Linked DNA regions of Mus musculus: region 2 is linked to region 1. Evidence: chromatin contacts called from public HiChIP or PLAC-seq data. All regions are on one chromosome and are shown on one strand. The core of a region is the stretch at or near the end of the contact, and the rest is flanking DNA. Distances in the headings are between cores, read along the strand shown. Region 1 overlaps Abi2 (abl-interactor 2). Region 2 holds the start of Cd28 (CD28 antigen).

The links. HiChIP or PLAC-seq counts read pairs in DNA pulled down with a chosen protein or histone mark.
Region 2: a contact with region 1 is called in an H3K4me3 HiChIP or PLAC-seq map of bone marrow-derived macrophages, with 4 times the contacts expected there. The contact joins the promoter of Cd28 here to the enhancer-like site in region 1. A contact is called at or near these places in 1 of 15 datasets of contacts at CTCF or cohesin (CD8 T cells), 4 of 115 datasets of contacts at active chromatin or transcription factors (bone marrow-derived macrophages, effector CD8 T cells, large pre-B cells and 1 more) and 1 of 9 other capture datasets (adipose tissue).

Annotation. Positions count from the first base shown.
Region 1 is chr1:60,443,614-60,451,133 of GRCm38.p6, forward strand. Abi2 (abl-interactor 2) reads left to right here. Exons shown (of 12, transcript NM_001198570.1): 5 at 372-469; 6 at 3,647-3,793; 7 at 4,465-4,589; 8 at 6,458-6,640. Among named protein-coding and RNA genes, the nearest start is that of Abi2, 38 kb to the left of the region's middle. Within about 2 kb of position 3,683, at least 3 of the 459 cell types and tissues checked have an H3K27ac peak or open chromatin away from gene starts, as enhancers often do. A contact at or near this core is called in bone marrow-derived macrophages and memory CD8 T cells, where this site is marked.
Region 2 is chr1:60,743,997-60,751,469 of GRCm38.p6, forward strand. Cd28 (CD28 antigen) reads left to right here and starts at 2,392. Exons shown (of 4, transcript NM_007642.4): 1 at 2,392-2,532. The coding sequence starts at 2,478.

The sequences.
Region 1 (7,520 bases), core at 2,433-4,932:
AGAAAACAATTCCCTAAAGAATTGTTGTTTCTTATTGTTTCTAATTGAGTTTTTTGTTATCACTAAAGTTTTTATAAATATACTATTCAATTTTAGCTGAATGTAATATCAAATAGTCTAACCAGTGATCTGTTGGTGTGATGGCCTAATGGCAAATAAATTTTTCACATACAAGTTTAAAATAATTTGAAAAATCCTATTAGGAAGAGTCCTTTGAGTACAACTGTAGAATAGTAGAGTAGGAATTGCATACAAATTGCATGGCCTCTAATTTTTTTTTTCTTTTTTAAACCTGCCCCTCTTTATTTTCCACAAGCCACTTAATTTCACTGCATCGAAGTTAAGTTGTGTTTTTTTCAACATCTTTTTAGGTGAGTACCCAGAATATGAAAATGGGTGGATTGCCACGTACGACACCTCCAACTCAGAAGCCCCCAAGTCCCCCTATGTCAGGGAAGGGGACACTTGGGTGAGTATATAGTAATGAGAAACCATGGAAAAATAACAGAAAAAATACTATTGTGTTAAAAAACATAGCAGCCTCTATGTAAATTGTAGAGAGAATATTTTCTTGGTAATGTTATCTTTTATGTATAACTTTTCCTGATAAGCATATCTTTGTACTTTAAAAGTGGCTGTTTAGAAATTAGTTTTTGTAGTGAAGATATCAAGACAAAATTCTAGCCTAAAGTCGTGGTTAATTATAAAGTGAAGTCTAACTTTTTCTTGAATGTTTTAATGATCTGTTTATATTACAGTTGAATTTATTAGGCTTAGTCAAGAGGCTATGTGGATTGTAATATTCTGATTAACTTGTTATGATATTTTTCCGAGTTTTGATTTGGGCTCTGGAGTTAGCTCTTTTCCAGATATTGACAGAAGGAAAGCCTGATGCTTTTCTTGTACCGTATCCTAGCTTTACGGTTGAGGTTCGAGTTCAGGTGGGTGTTGTATAATCCAGAAGCCAGTTGGCTGAACTTCTGGTTTAACTCTACTGTATGTTCTATGGTCCTCTAGGCAGGTTGTCAGCAGTTAGCTTTTTTAATCTGTAAAGGGAATGGTATTTTGTCCTCTATCAACTTTCTAGGGTCATTGAACTACAGATTGGATTTTTAGAAACATTATCAGACATGATGCTTTCAGAATGTCTTTGTGATATTTTCTCAAAAAAAAAAAAAAAAAGAAAAGAAAAAAAGAGAGAGAGAGAAAGAAAAAGACAAGAAACCACAAGAAGGAAACCCTAAACAAATAAGTAAAAAGCACTTCCCACCTCAAAACTTGGTCAAAGCAATTTGAATTTAGAGGGTACAGAGGTGAGTTGATGTTGGAAAGACACAATTTGACCAGTGGAAAACAAAACATAAAAATGCAACCAGGAATAGAATGGTTTTAATTAATGAATTTGTTGTATTTGTTTTTAGGCCAGGTTGTCACTACATAATGCAATCCCACCCTTCCTAAAGTTTTGGAATGCTGGGATTCCAAGTTTGTGCCTGTAATTCAGTTTAGGCAGTTTAGGTAATTCAGTTTATCTGAAATGATCTTTTTGCCCTCAAAGAGGAAAGAATCTAGCAGGTCAAGTAAGTTTAGACTTGAGAGGGTATGAAATGGCTGTGGAGTGTGGCAATAGCAGAGGGGCCTTGGCTTTGTTTCCCTCGGGTGGACCACCTAGTGGAATTGGTTAGGGTTTAAGTTAAGGCTGTTATCCAGTGTCTGGTAAAATTAAAGTTTCTGTTGGAATGTATGTATTCATGTGCCAGTAATGCATTTTTTTGGGTATTAGCAGAAGTGCTAAACTCCATTGCCCATTTGATGGTCCTGGGCTGTTTTAGTCTTTCTCTAGTTACTATATTCTCTTCCTCCTGTGTTGTTGTTGTTGTTGTTATTGTTTTCTCCCTTAACCCTGTTCGTATCATTATTATTTTATTTTTTGTATAGTTCTCATGTAGTGAAGTTAGAATGGAATATTTTTGTGTGCAGAAAACATAGTCAAAAAGTAGAGTTTAGAAATTTATTTCCTGATATAGATATCATATACCAACATATTATATGTATTATATGTCATATATAGAAATTATAACTTACTTAAATGAAATTATTTGTAGTTTGTTTATATATGTGCATTCTAATTTCAGAGATGGTTGTTTTTGGTTTTTTAAGACAGGATTTCTCTGTGTAACAGTCCTGGCTGTCCTGGAGCTCTCTTTGTAGACCAGTCTGGCCTCAAACTCAGAGAGAGCTGTCTGCCTCTGCCTCCTGAGTGCTGGGATTCAAGGCTATGCCACCACCACACAGCTGTTGCTTGAATACTTAAAAAACTATTTTAAGTTCAAAGTCCTGGTCTTTCCCTTTCCTTTTGACACAATAGTATTTATTTTGAATTGTTATTTTGTTTATTGAACAGTGCTTGAGAGAAGTAGGATGAACAGTGCCTTTGAAAAAAACGATCTTATGTGCTGGGTGGTGGTAGTGCACACCTTTAGTTCTAGCACTCAGGAAGAGGTGGAACTCTGAGTTGAAGGCCAGCCTGGTCTACAGAGTGAGTTCCAGGACAGCCAGGGCTACACAGAGAAACCCTGTCTCAGATTAAAAAAAAAAATCTTGTTCAAAATCAGTGAGCTATTGTGAGTGAGCTTGAATGGCCAAGGAAAGAAACTCTGGGAACCTTAAGGGGAGTTGAATCACTGAGAAATACAAGGGCCAGTTGAGCAGCATCCTCCTGCAAGGAAGAAAGCTTTTTTACATTTTATGCCTTGATATGCCAAATTCTTTTAAAGTTGTAATCTCATCTGCAAGATATCCATTGTCTTAAAGGATTTGGTCACTTAACAAGAACTGAATGAATGCTAACCAGCGCTCCAGGAAGCATCTTACTCCTGTTATTTTCCTTTCAGATTTTTTTTTTTCCATCTGCTTCCTTTGAAAGGAGTATTTGGGAAAAGGAAAACAATTTTTTAATAAAATCTAGTTTGGGTTTTATAGTTTAACTAAGATAGAAGGACTTAGGTAGTCTTTTAAAGTTTCTCTTCAATGCTGAACACTGAGGAAGAAAGAGATTAAGATGAAGTTGAGGGAGAAAGGTAAAAAAGAAAAAATGAAATTAAATAGTGCATTTTTAAGTACCAATAAATCTTTAATTTCTGTGTCTTTAGTGTATAAAAAGGGGAATGAGTTACAGCTGGTATTGATCTTCATGTGGAATTTGTGACCCCCAAAATCTAGATTTGTTATCTGTATTTTTAAATATCTATGGTTAGGGAGAGAGAGAGGAGAAGAAGATAATTAGTGCATTCATCCAGTGCATTTGGGAGATTTTAACATGATCCTAAAGTAATTCAAATTCTTCTAAGAAAAGAATAGAGTCTAGAAAACATTGGCCTAAACAATGGAAAACTTGGTGTTTTCTGCAAATAAATGAACAAAATTCCATTAGCATAGGAATGAGGCTGGAGACTGAAATTTACACTACATACTCACCAGAACTCTCTCTGCTGGTAGAAGAGTTATGCTGAAGGAAAGACAAATTGATAGCTGGGTTAAACCACATTTCCTCTTTCTGCTTACAAATTGTATGTCACTGGCAACTCTGAAGTTAGCGTGCCGAGACTTGATTAATCACACCATACATACGCTCTTCTTTTTGTAGGCGGCACTCCCCCTATCGAACACTGGAGCCAGTGCGTCCTCCAGTGGTACCAAATGATTACGTACCTAGCCCAACCCGTAATATGGCTCCCTCGCAGCAGAGCCCTGTGAGGACAGCTTCTGTGAATCAAAGAAATCGAACTTACAGGTATTTTCTCTACCTCAGCGCAAACCACGATGGTCAGAGTACCATGATCTCTTCAGATAACTTCAGCTAATCTCTCTCATTTCCAAGCACTAAGTTCTTTTCCTCACTCTGCTCTCCCAAACCTCATCTGATTCTTCCTCTCTCTCCTCATGTTCTGATGCAACTTTGAACAGCCAGGAAGGTGAAAAAAGACATCCCAGAGATAAACTTAAGTTAATATAAAAACCATTACTAACCAGGAATAGAAATTGCAAGTTATTTTTTGCTGGAAATTTACAGATGAAAAACTATTCATAATAAAATATTAGTATATTACCATGCCATTACAAACTGAAATAAAATAATTTAGTAAAATTTACTAAAAGCTTCTTTAGATGGGTATCAGGCCAGGATATAAAAGGTAGTATTATTTTGATGTGTAAGCACCAACAGTTTGCTCTTACATTTATAGGGAATTTACTTAAATTTTTTTTATAAGGTAGACTTTATAAATAGGTATCAAAACAAGTTTACTGAACTCAAGAGTTTCTCCTTATTTATTAAGGAATTCCTATTTGAAATGGAAGCCTTTTTGAATTATGTTTCTTGTAGCTATGTCCGTTTCAGAAATACACGGGAATCCTGGTATTGTGCTCTGCATACTCATTCTTCGGTGGCTCTTCCTCCTTCAGCAGCAGTGGGAGCAGTGGAGGAAGTCACCCAAGTAGTCGGAGCAGCAGTCGGGAGAACAGCGGAAGTGGTAGTGTGGGGGTACCCATTGCTGTGCCTACTCCGTCTCCTCCAAGCGTCTTTCCAGGTAGAGCATTAGTGGTTATTTGTTTGGTTTTATTTTGTGAATTTGAATTCAATTTGTTACTGAACTTAGTGAGTGTGTATGTGTGTGTGTGTGTGTCTGTCTGTTTTGCTGGCTGTTAAACCCAGATTCTTCTTAATGAAATATTTAAAGAATTCTTCCCTAGCACTCTGCAAGGTTTTGGGAAGTCTGCACATATCCAGCTGATCTTAATGGCTTTGCTATTTTTTCTACTTTGTTATTTTGTTTTATGTCTTTGGTGAGTACTTCAGTTGGTACTTTGAGGTTCATGTTTGTATTATAACTGCATTTTCTTGGAAATGGGGAAGACATGGTTTGAGAATCATTTTGATAACAAAGGACTGGAAATGTAAATTTAGGAGCGTTAGAATCCAGCAGTTTCTAAAAAACTATTTCTTCAATCTCTTTCCTTTCTCGCTCTTTCGCTCTCGCTTTCTTTCTTAAGATTTATTTATTTATTTTATGTATATGAGTACACTGTACAGATGGTTGTGAGCCTTCATGTGGTTGTTGAGAATTCAATTTTTTTGGACCTCTGCTTGCTCTGGTTGGGCCCGCTCTCTCTGACCCAAAGACTTATCTATTATTACACTGTATTAGTACACTGTAGCTGACTTCAGATGCACCAGAAGAGGGCATCAGATCTCATTACAGGTGGTTGTGAGCCACCATGTGGTTGCTGGGATTTGAACTCAGGAACTTTGGAAAAACAGTCAGTTCTCTTATTCACTGAGCCAATTTGCCATCCCTTTTTCATTTTCTTGAAACAGAAAGATAACAGTAGTTTGGTTTGAAGACACAGAATTTGAATTTAGTTTTAAAAGCGTGAACATAAAAGCATTGAGAGAGCAGCTGAAGGGACAGCTGATGGATTCAGAGCCCTTACTGCTCTTTTAGAAGATCTAGGCTTGGTTTCTGCACCCAGACTGGATGGCTCACAACCGCCTGTAACTTCAGCTCCAGAAGATCCCAACACCCTCTTTTGGCCACTGGACATCTGCATGCACACTTGCACACTATATGCACACATAAACGCTTTCAGGCTTACACATGTGTAAAAAAACTTTAATAGAAGAACCAGCAAGATAAGCCAGGTGTATTGGCACACCCTTTTACCATAGCACTCAGGAGGTAGAGGCAGGTAGAGGTTTGATGCCAGCCTGATCTACAGAGCGAGTTCCAGGATAGCCAAGCTCCACAGAGAAACCCTGTCTCCAGAAATAAAAAACCAAACCAAACTAAACCAAACCAAACCCTAAACCCAGCAAGATAGATTATTACATAGTATATGGTGGTGCATGCCTTTAATTCCAACATGCATAGGTTAAGGTAGGAGAATAAGTGATCTAGGAGCCAATGGGCTATGTAGTAAGAATTGCTGTTTTCAAAAATAAAACAACATATTTAATTACAGTAGTCCAAATAGCACCTGTATACAAAAGTCACGTAATGTGGTATGCATGTTTGTTTTCAGTTTTTATTTTTAAAGTGATAAACTACTGTTTGGAATATGTCTGTTGTAATTCTAAAAGAATATTGTTGCTTTACTGTAGTTTTCATACTTAGAACACTTTGTGATAAAAATAATATATAGGAAGTATAGTTTTCTCCTAAGATAGGTAACTTTCAGGTAAAAAGGAAGGCTTGTTTTTAACTAATGAATATTTTGCTATACTATCCTGAGCATCTTGAATTATTTGTTGTTCACCTAATGACCTTAAGCATTCTTTTTTTCAGTGTTTTATTCTTTTGGCTAGTGTTAAGTACTGAGTGTTCTTCATATTGCAGTGCTTCTTCTAATGCTACTGTGACTGCCTTATTAATGCTGCCTCTTACTCCTCTTCCCTCAGCCCCTGCTGGCTCTGCTGGCACTCCTCCCCTTCCTGCTACTTCTGCATCTGTCCCCACCCCTCTTGTTCCTGCTACTGTTCCCTCCTCCACTGCCCCAGACGCTGCTGCTGGGGGTGCACAGAGCCTTGCTGATGGCTTCACTTCTCCAACTCCCCCTGTTATTTCTTCTAACCCCCCCACAGGTGAGTATTAGCATGGCAGACAGATCCAGCCATCTGCCCATTCTTTCCTGAAACTCCAGCTTCATGTTTGTTGGCTTGGCTTTACTGTGTATTTTTTTAAATGATAGTAAATATTTTAATCGGAAAGTGGCATGTGAACAAAGAATTTACTGAGAAAAATGTGGTAAAGCCTGTGATACACTTGTCTAATAAAGTTGCACAAGCATTAGTATTACTTTAATTTATTCTGTTAAATATTTGTGAACTTAATATGGAGTCAACTTCTGTATAGTTTTGAAAGCTTAATATTAGAACTGTTATAGGAAGCTGAAGAGATAGCTGAGTTGATAAAGTGCTTGTTGTGCAAGCATGAAAACTTGAGTTCTATCCCCAGCACCCACATATGAAGCCAGGCATGGCGGTGTATGTTTGTAATTCCAGCGTTGGGGAGCTGAAGGCAGGTGGGTTCCTGGGGCTTGCTGACTAGTCAGCCTAGTCCAAGGCTAAGTGCCAGGTCCTAGTGAGAGACATTGTTTAAAAATACAAAGTTGGTGGCTCCTGAGGACTAACACCAAAGGCTGACCACTGGCCTCTACATGCTCAACTATTCACATGCACATGTACCTACATATAATACCTGGACTGCACACATACACCAACACTGTTATTATAGGTTAAGTAATTAACAAAAATAAGCCTATGACAATTGAAAAATTTCTTTTATAAAGATTTATTTATTTTATGTGTACGAGTACACTGTAACTGCTTTCAGACACCCCAGAAGAGGCCATTGGATTAGTCCTATAACAGATGGTTGTGAGCCACCATGTGGTTGCTGGAAATTGAACTCTGGACCTCTTGTAGAGCAGTCAGTGCTCTTAACCACTGAGCCATCTCTCCA
Region 2 (7,473 bases), core at 1,142-3,641, 300 kb after region 1:
ATCCGCCCTCCACCATCCAACCCCTCCTGTTTTCATCCTCACCTAGGAAATATATTCTACTTCCACTTTCCAGGAATATTCTGTGTTGTTCCTTCTTTCCATTAAGCATTCCTTGTTACTTATGGTCTGTGGATTGTAGCATGATTATCTTTTACTTTACAGTTAATATCCACTTATAACTGAGTACATACCATGCAACATGGTTTTTTAGCATTTAAACATTCTTTCTGGTTGTGGGTTACCTCACACAGGATGATTTTTTTCTAGTTCCTCTCATTTGCCTTCAAATTTCGTGATGTCATCTTTTTAACAGATGAGTATGGTAGATTGGAGTGTCCTTTAGTTATATATGTTCAGGAGTGGTAAGGCTGAGTCTTGAGGTAGATAGATTCCCACTTTTCTGAGAAACTGCTATATTGATTTCCAAAGTGGTTATACATGTTTGCACTCCCACCAGCAATGAAAGAGTGTTTCCCTTGTTAAGCATCCTGGCCTGCATGAGCTGTCACTTGTGGTTTTGATCTTAGCCATTCTGACTGGCATAGCACAGAATCTCAAAAGTTGTTTTGATTTGCATTTCCTGGATGGCTAAGGACACTGACCATTTCTAAGTGTTTCTCACCCATTTGAAATTCCTCTGTTGAGAATTCTCTGCTTAGACCTGTATCCCATTTTAAAGTTAAATTATTTAGTTTGCTGATGTCTAGTTTCTTGAGTTCTTTAAATATTTTGGATGTTAGCCCTCTGTCAGATGTGAATTTTGTGAAAATCTTTTTCTATTCTGTATACTGCCATTGAGAGAGAAGTCAGCTACACAAAGACAAGTATCACATAATTTCATCCAATTGAAGATAAAAAAACAAACAAACAAACCAAAACAAAACAAAAAAACATTCATTGCCTAGAATCAGAGAGTAGAATCGGGTATTATGGTCCACATCTATAATACTAGCATTTAAGAGGTTGTGTCAAGAGGATTACAAGTTTGAGGCCAGCCTGATCTACAGAGCGAGTTCCAGGACAGCCAGGACTACACAAAGAAACCCTGTCTCGAAAAATAAAATATGTATATATGCCTATAAAACATCATATGGTATTTGACTGATACGTTTAATATTTAAGTTTTATATACCAGCTAAAATGTAATAAAAATATTTATATCATATATGGATGCCTTAGAAATTAACAATTGATAACATATCTATTGAAAACTATAAACAAAACAACATGGAAAGTAATGGCTCAAATATTAAGTATTTTTATAATTCGGTAAGAATATAGGTAAACCTTGACTTTATGCTTATATTTTTTTCTAAATTTTTTTACGTATGCAATATAGCTCACTTTTGTATTCAGAATAAAAAATATAAATCATTCTTTTAAATATACACAAAATCACAAATGAGGCTGGTTTCACAAAGCTCAGATTATCAGAAAAGAAAGAAAAAAAATCACCAAGAAAGTTTTGAGAAAGCTAATGTGTATGAGATACATATAACCACAAACTCCGATGATTATAGCTTCTATAAGAGTCAGACTATCAGGGAAGCTGTTGAGTACAGATGCTGACCAGGGGGATCCAGGATGGCTCTAGAAGAGGAATGTGGAGCTGGCCATGCTGGTGGGCTAGCCCTGTCTACAGAAGGCCCAGGAGTTGGGGAGAGGTGTGGAGAGCTGGTTACAAAGGCCCCGGGTGTCTCTGTGGTGAATCTTCCAATGGTCTGCTGTTTGAAATGTTTCTTTGAGGGACATAGGGAACATGAGGTAGCAAGGGTGTTTCGTTTACCTCCTGTTTCCCTAAGAAAATATGGTGTTTTTATGACTTCCTCTTTGCTCTGGAAATTTCTGCAGCTGCTCAGATGCCTGGGTGCTTGCCAAGTGTGTACTTGGAAGCGGTTTTCAAAATTGGTAGAAGTGAGTTATACATACACTCCATAGGATCGCCTTAAGATTATTTCAAACTTCAATCTCATAACGTTTATGCAGAATTTAAACACGTGCATAGAAATCTCTCAGCTTCCCACACAGCCTTGTATTTTGGATTCGTCTGTAAGAGTTTGTCTTCTGAGAGAGGTTTTTCTCTCTTCTTTAGAATGCCTTGTTTGTCTGCTTTTGTTGTTGCTGGGCCCTAAGCGCCCACATTTCACAGCTCCGATGCTCATCAGCATGACTCTCCTGAGCACATTATCTGGTGGTGGCTGACACTCTCTTCAGTACCCCCCCCCCCCGCCTCCCAAAAAAGAAAAAAGAAAAAAAGGACTGGTTGCTAAAAGAAGTAAAAGTCAAGTCATCAAAAACAATGTAATATCCTGTGTGAAAGTCACGAAGCCTTGTGGTTTGAGTCCCTTGATCATGTGCCCTGTAAAGTGGCCCTGGATGGCAGAGAGTCATAGACCTTGGCAGATGTGACTTCAGTTCACACCACACTCTGCCTTGCTCACAGAGGAGGGGCTGCAGCCCTGGCCCTCATCAGAACAATGACACTCAGGCTGCTGTTCTTGGCTCTCAACTTCTTCTCAGTTCAAGTAACAGGTAAGCAATTTTGATACCATTTTTCCCCCTGTTTTCATTTGTGTTCTCATGACCAGCATGGTTTATTTTAAAACTGTAGTGACCTGTGAAACTTGAATGCATTTAGAGTTTTGTGCTAATTTGACAAGCTACTATTTAGAAACTAGCTAATTCTCATAATACAGCAAATAGAACTTTAACACAAGTTCTTTGGGAAGAAGTAACATTTTATTTAACAACTAGTCCCAAGAACTTTTATATTCAGAATTTTATTTATTGTTTTGTTTTGAGATAGGGTTTCTCTGTATAGCCCTGGCTGTCCTGGAACTCACTTTGTAGACCAGGCTGTCCTCGAATTCAGAGATTTAACTGCCTCTGCCTCCTGAGTACAAGGATTAAAGGCATGTGACACCACCGCCCAGTCAGGATTCTACTTTTTACATCCTATAAAACTGTGATAAGTAAGAGAGTAGGTAAATTCTAGAGGTCTTGGATTAGATTGCCTGGGCTCATATCTCAATTCTCCCTAGTGGCGTTTGGAGCAGGATTTACTACCTAAATCTCTGTAAAACGGGACCCTAAATGAGCATCACCTCAATTTCATTGTGAGATAAAATGAAATAGACATTGTGGAGGTCTTAGTTCAGGCTTGAGCAGTAAACATGGTGTTCATGTAAGTAGTATGTCTACCTGAATTCAGCGAGTGCCAAGAAGAATCCTGAAGTAAGCACAAAAGCTGGTATAGACACCAGTAAGTTTCCTTTTACTGTTGGTTGAAATATGTTTATTTAGGTTAAAATCCTTCAAGTTCCCAATAGCAATGGCAAGGAGGCTATATATTTATCAATTAGAAAGTTCTTACCCTAAACAACCTTTGGTTCTCATGAGTAAGAGCTATTTATTGTCATAAACTCCATTCCAAATGAAGAGACCATTGGAAGGAGGCCATCTATTGAAGAGAATGTTCAATAATTTCTCCAGAGGATGCAGGTCTCCAGTATTTGGCAACACATATTTACAGCTAAAGAATCTTTAAAATTTATGTTTAAAGGTTTCTGTATATCATGTTTAAGGGATCTTAACTTTCTTTTAAAGGAATACTTAAGACACCTTAATTTACTAGATAGTAAAGCCTTACCCTTGTTGAAAGTCATGCAACATTAGTGATTTTACACAGAATGCTTTTCTGATGCCCTCTGTGGACAGCCATTTGTTATAAACTCATGTATTTTCTTTGGAAACTTTTTGGGTTGGACTCAAAGCTTTGTATGTTTCACTGTTTAGAATCTTTACAGGGGTTAGCTAAAAGAGAAGTTGGCAAGTTCACATGTGTGCAGGTCGTTAGTTTTATTTACCTTAAGATAGGTTTTGCTTCATAGATACCAATACATTTTCCTACTACGTCTTAGGATTTGATGCCAAGCAGCCATTGAAAAAGTAGGATGGGGTAGAGGTAGGAAGCTGAAGAGAAAGAAGTTAAAAGGAAAGGAAGATAATTGCAAATGCAAAGATGTGTGACCCATGGAAAAGGATGTGAAGCCTTTTGTATGCTTTTCATTTCTCTCTTCATGTCCACCATCTCACACAAGGAAACTCCCTGGTCAAATGTTACTGTCTTGGGCTGGGGATGTAGTACAGTTGGCATAGCACTTATCTATCGTACATGAAACCCTGGGTTTGATCACAGCACAGCATAAAACAGGCATGGTAGCACATTCCTATAATCCAGTAGAGGCAGGAGAATCAGAATGATCAAAGTTATCCTTGGCTACATAACAAGTATGAGGCTAACCTGGGCTACATGAGACATGTAACTGCATTAAAATGTGCCTGTGTGTTAGGGGCAGGTCTTTAGATTCATTAATTGAATAATTTTGACTCATTGGTTCACAGCATGCATTAATGCACTTACTTGATGATGCTTAAGTGCAACCTGATTCTCATGGCTTGAGTGATACAGCAGAAAGATCATTATGGCTCAATTAAAGAAGTCTGATACAGGAAGGGTTAGGAAGCTGTACCTTAGATGCTTCTTCTGCTAAAGTTACATGTTTTGTATGCATGTTGGATAATAGTGCTCCTGAGATCTTAAAAGACCGGATTCTGTTGGGTTTTGGAGTGTAAGTCCAGCTCATAGCTGCAGGTTCCTGAGAGAATAATCATTTGTGGTTGATAGTGGGGGTGGGTAGATAACATGCATCATTGGTTATCTATCTATCTATCTATCTATCTATCTATCTATCTATCTATCTATCTATCTATCTATCTATCTATCCTAGCCTTTTGTTAGTTTTTCAGCAAACTGACCATGTAGTCTAGAGACTAAACTCAGGAAATACCTGTTTACTTTTCCGTGAGAGCACTTCTTTTCATTTCTCCCCAAATCGTAGTGGATAGAGCATGCCCAAGTGGCCAGGTTGAACATGAATGACTTCTCCACTGATTCTGCATTCCCCTCAGAACTCCTTTTCCATAGTGAGGCATGGAAAAATGATTGGCATTTAATAAAAAGTCATATCTACAAAGTAGAGTAATTAAAAACTGTATTCTTGCCCGATCTTTGGCAAATGACTTCCTCTGTGGTAGATGCACAGAAAAATAATTGGCTTCTCACAGTTAAGTGTCGCTCTGAGGCTGGGCTTGCAAAGTAAGATAAGAAAAGATGAGTGCGGAGGAATGTGATGTAATCTGCAGGCTGCTGCCTTTGCACTGATTCTGATGCATCGTGGCCAGCTCTTCTGATTGTTAAAAACTGACCAGGCATTCTGGCATTTGAAGTACATCTGATAGCTACTTCCAAAATACAGGATTTGCTAAGAATTTGGTTCACTACCATGCTCTTAATTAATACACTATCTTTTTAGTGTCCCCTCCCCCAACTACCCTCTTTTAAAGGCAACCCATCTAGCAGAGACTTTAATAGCAAGGAGTTTTAAAATTAATATTGATTTATCAATTCCAAGAAGCAGAATGAGTCATCGCCACAGGCAGATCAGAAGAAACGAATCTGTGAGAGTTGCTGTGAAGAGCAGGCATGCAAACTTTTGCGGTGGGGGAAGGGCTCTCATTGCCTCCCTTCCTTAGATATGGACTCTTCTATCTAATGACCCCCTTTTCTATTTTCACGAGTGAAGAAATTCCCTGTAATTACCATGACTGTTGTGTGTCGATATCTTCCTTCAAGTACTTCTTAGTTGGCAGTGTGCTGACCTTGACCAAGTGAAAAAAATTATGCCACTAAGATTCCAGAAGCAAATTTCATTTGTGGTTTATCATCTAAAGCATTGTTCTTTTTGTTCACCTTCACAGGCATTGGTGGGGACAACAGGGTTCACTTGTCGTGACTAGAAGACAAGGAACTCCCAGAAAGCACCATTACCTCATAGCAGGCGGGTTGACAGGGATAAATCCTTTTCTCCTCTCCTCTCAGCTAAATTATAGTTTGCTTTTTTCCTTAAGAAATTTATTCACAGATGTTTGAATTTTTCTGTTGAGAGTTTAGTCAAACTCGAAGAGAAATGACCTGGGTGTTTTTGTGACTCACTGGAGGGGTGTCCAGCTCTCTAAGTCAGGTGAGGCTTTCTTTGGACTCTCTGGGTAGTGATGTGGTTATAGCTCGACCACCACCCACCCACACACCCAATCAACTAGTTAACCAACCAAGGAAGAGGACCAAAACAACAAATGCTCAACATACCCAGAGCTTTTATCAGGAGACTTGGTGAGTGGCAATTAGTCCCTGAAGCTGGGGGAGCAGGCTGGGGTGGGGAGCATTAAGGCCTGAGGGGTGAGGGGAAAGCATTCACAAGGTAGGTTTTCTTGTTTCTTTTTTTGCTTGTGACTCTCAGTTTGACAGCCTTAAGCTGTAGAAGAGAGGTTTGCTGGGTGGGATCAAGAAGTCCTCAGTTTCTTGGCAGAGACTCAGAAAGGGAGTGTTTTCTCTGCCTTTAGTGATTTATTGCTAATGTAACTGGTCCCATGTTTTTTTTTCCCCTTTGTATCATTATGCAAATTGTATCTTCATGAGTAAGAGACACTTCATGTCGGTGGAGAGCTTTTTGCTTAACTTCGAGCTTCTTTATCTTCACATCATGGTTACCATCATCTCCTCGCCGCCACCATTATCATTATCTCTAGGATGTTGGTTGACAAGGTAACCAGGTTACCGATGTCATTCAGAATTACTTATAGTTCACATTAGTCTCTAATCTAATCTTGAAATCCTTTCCACAGCTTCTGAATTACGTTGTTGGCTCATAATTGACCATATAATGTATAATCAAAACATTTAAGTATCTTCATCATCCATCTGTTCATCTAGACATCTGATTTATTGACATGCCCCTCATTGTAACAATGATACTGGTCGAGAAATTAGGCGGGTGTTTGAATTTTCAACCTTTCACCTTTGTGTTTTGTTGTGTGTTTGTGTATTTACAGGTGCATGTGTGCATGAGTGTGGAAGCAGAGGGCAGCCTCAGGTTCCATTTCTGTGGTGCTGACCACCATTTCTTATTTGTTTGTTTTTGGTTTTTGAATTCTCTCTGTTTCGAGATCTTGCCTAGTAGGCTTCGTTGGCAGCCCACTAAATACTAGGGATGTGCTTATCTCTGCCTCCCTGGTACTGGGATTACAAGTGGATGCCATCACAGCTAGTTTTTAAAATATGACTTCTGGTCATTGAACTCAGTTCCTCCTGCTTGCACAGCAAATACTTTACCAACTGACCTATCTCTCCAGAGTCAACATTTCGATTTTTTAATCAGTGATCAATTAGAAGGTTGTGGTTTTCTTGCTGAGGAGGAAGAGCCAGAACATCACTTAGATGTATTTGCAGCTTGTTTGGGACCTGGTAACCGTCTTTGATATTGAGTGATACTAATACATAATTGGAGATCAGCAGGGGTCTAGCTGAAACACATTGGTTCTATCCTCAGGGTTTAAGTGTGGAAGGGCACATAG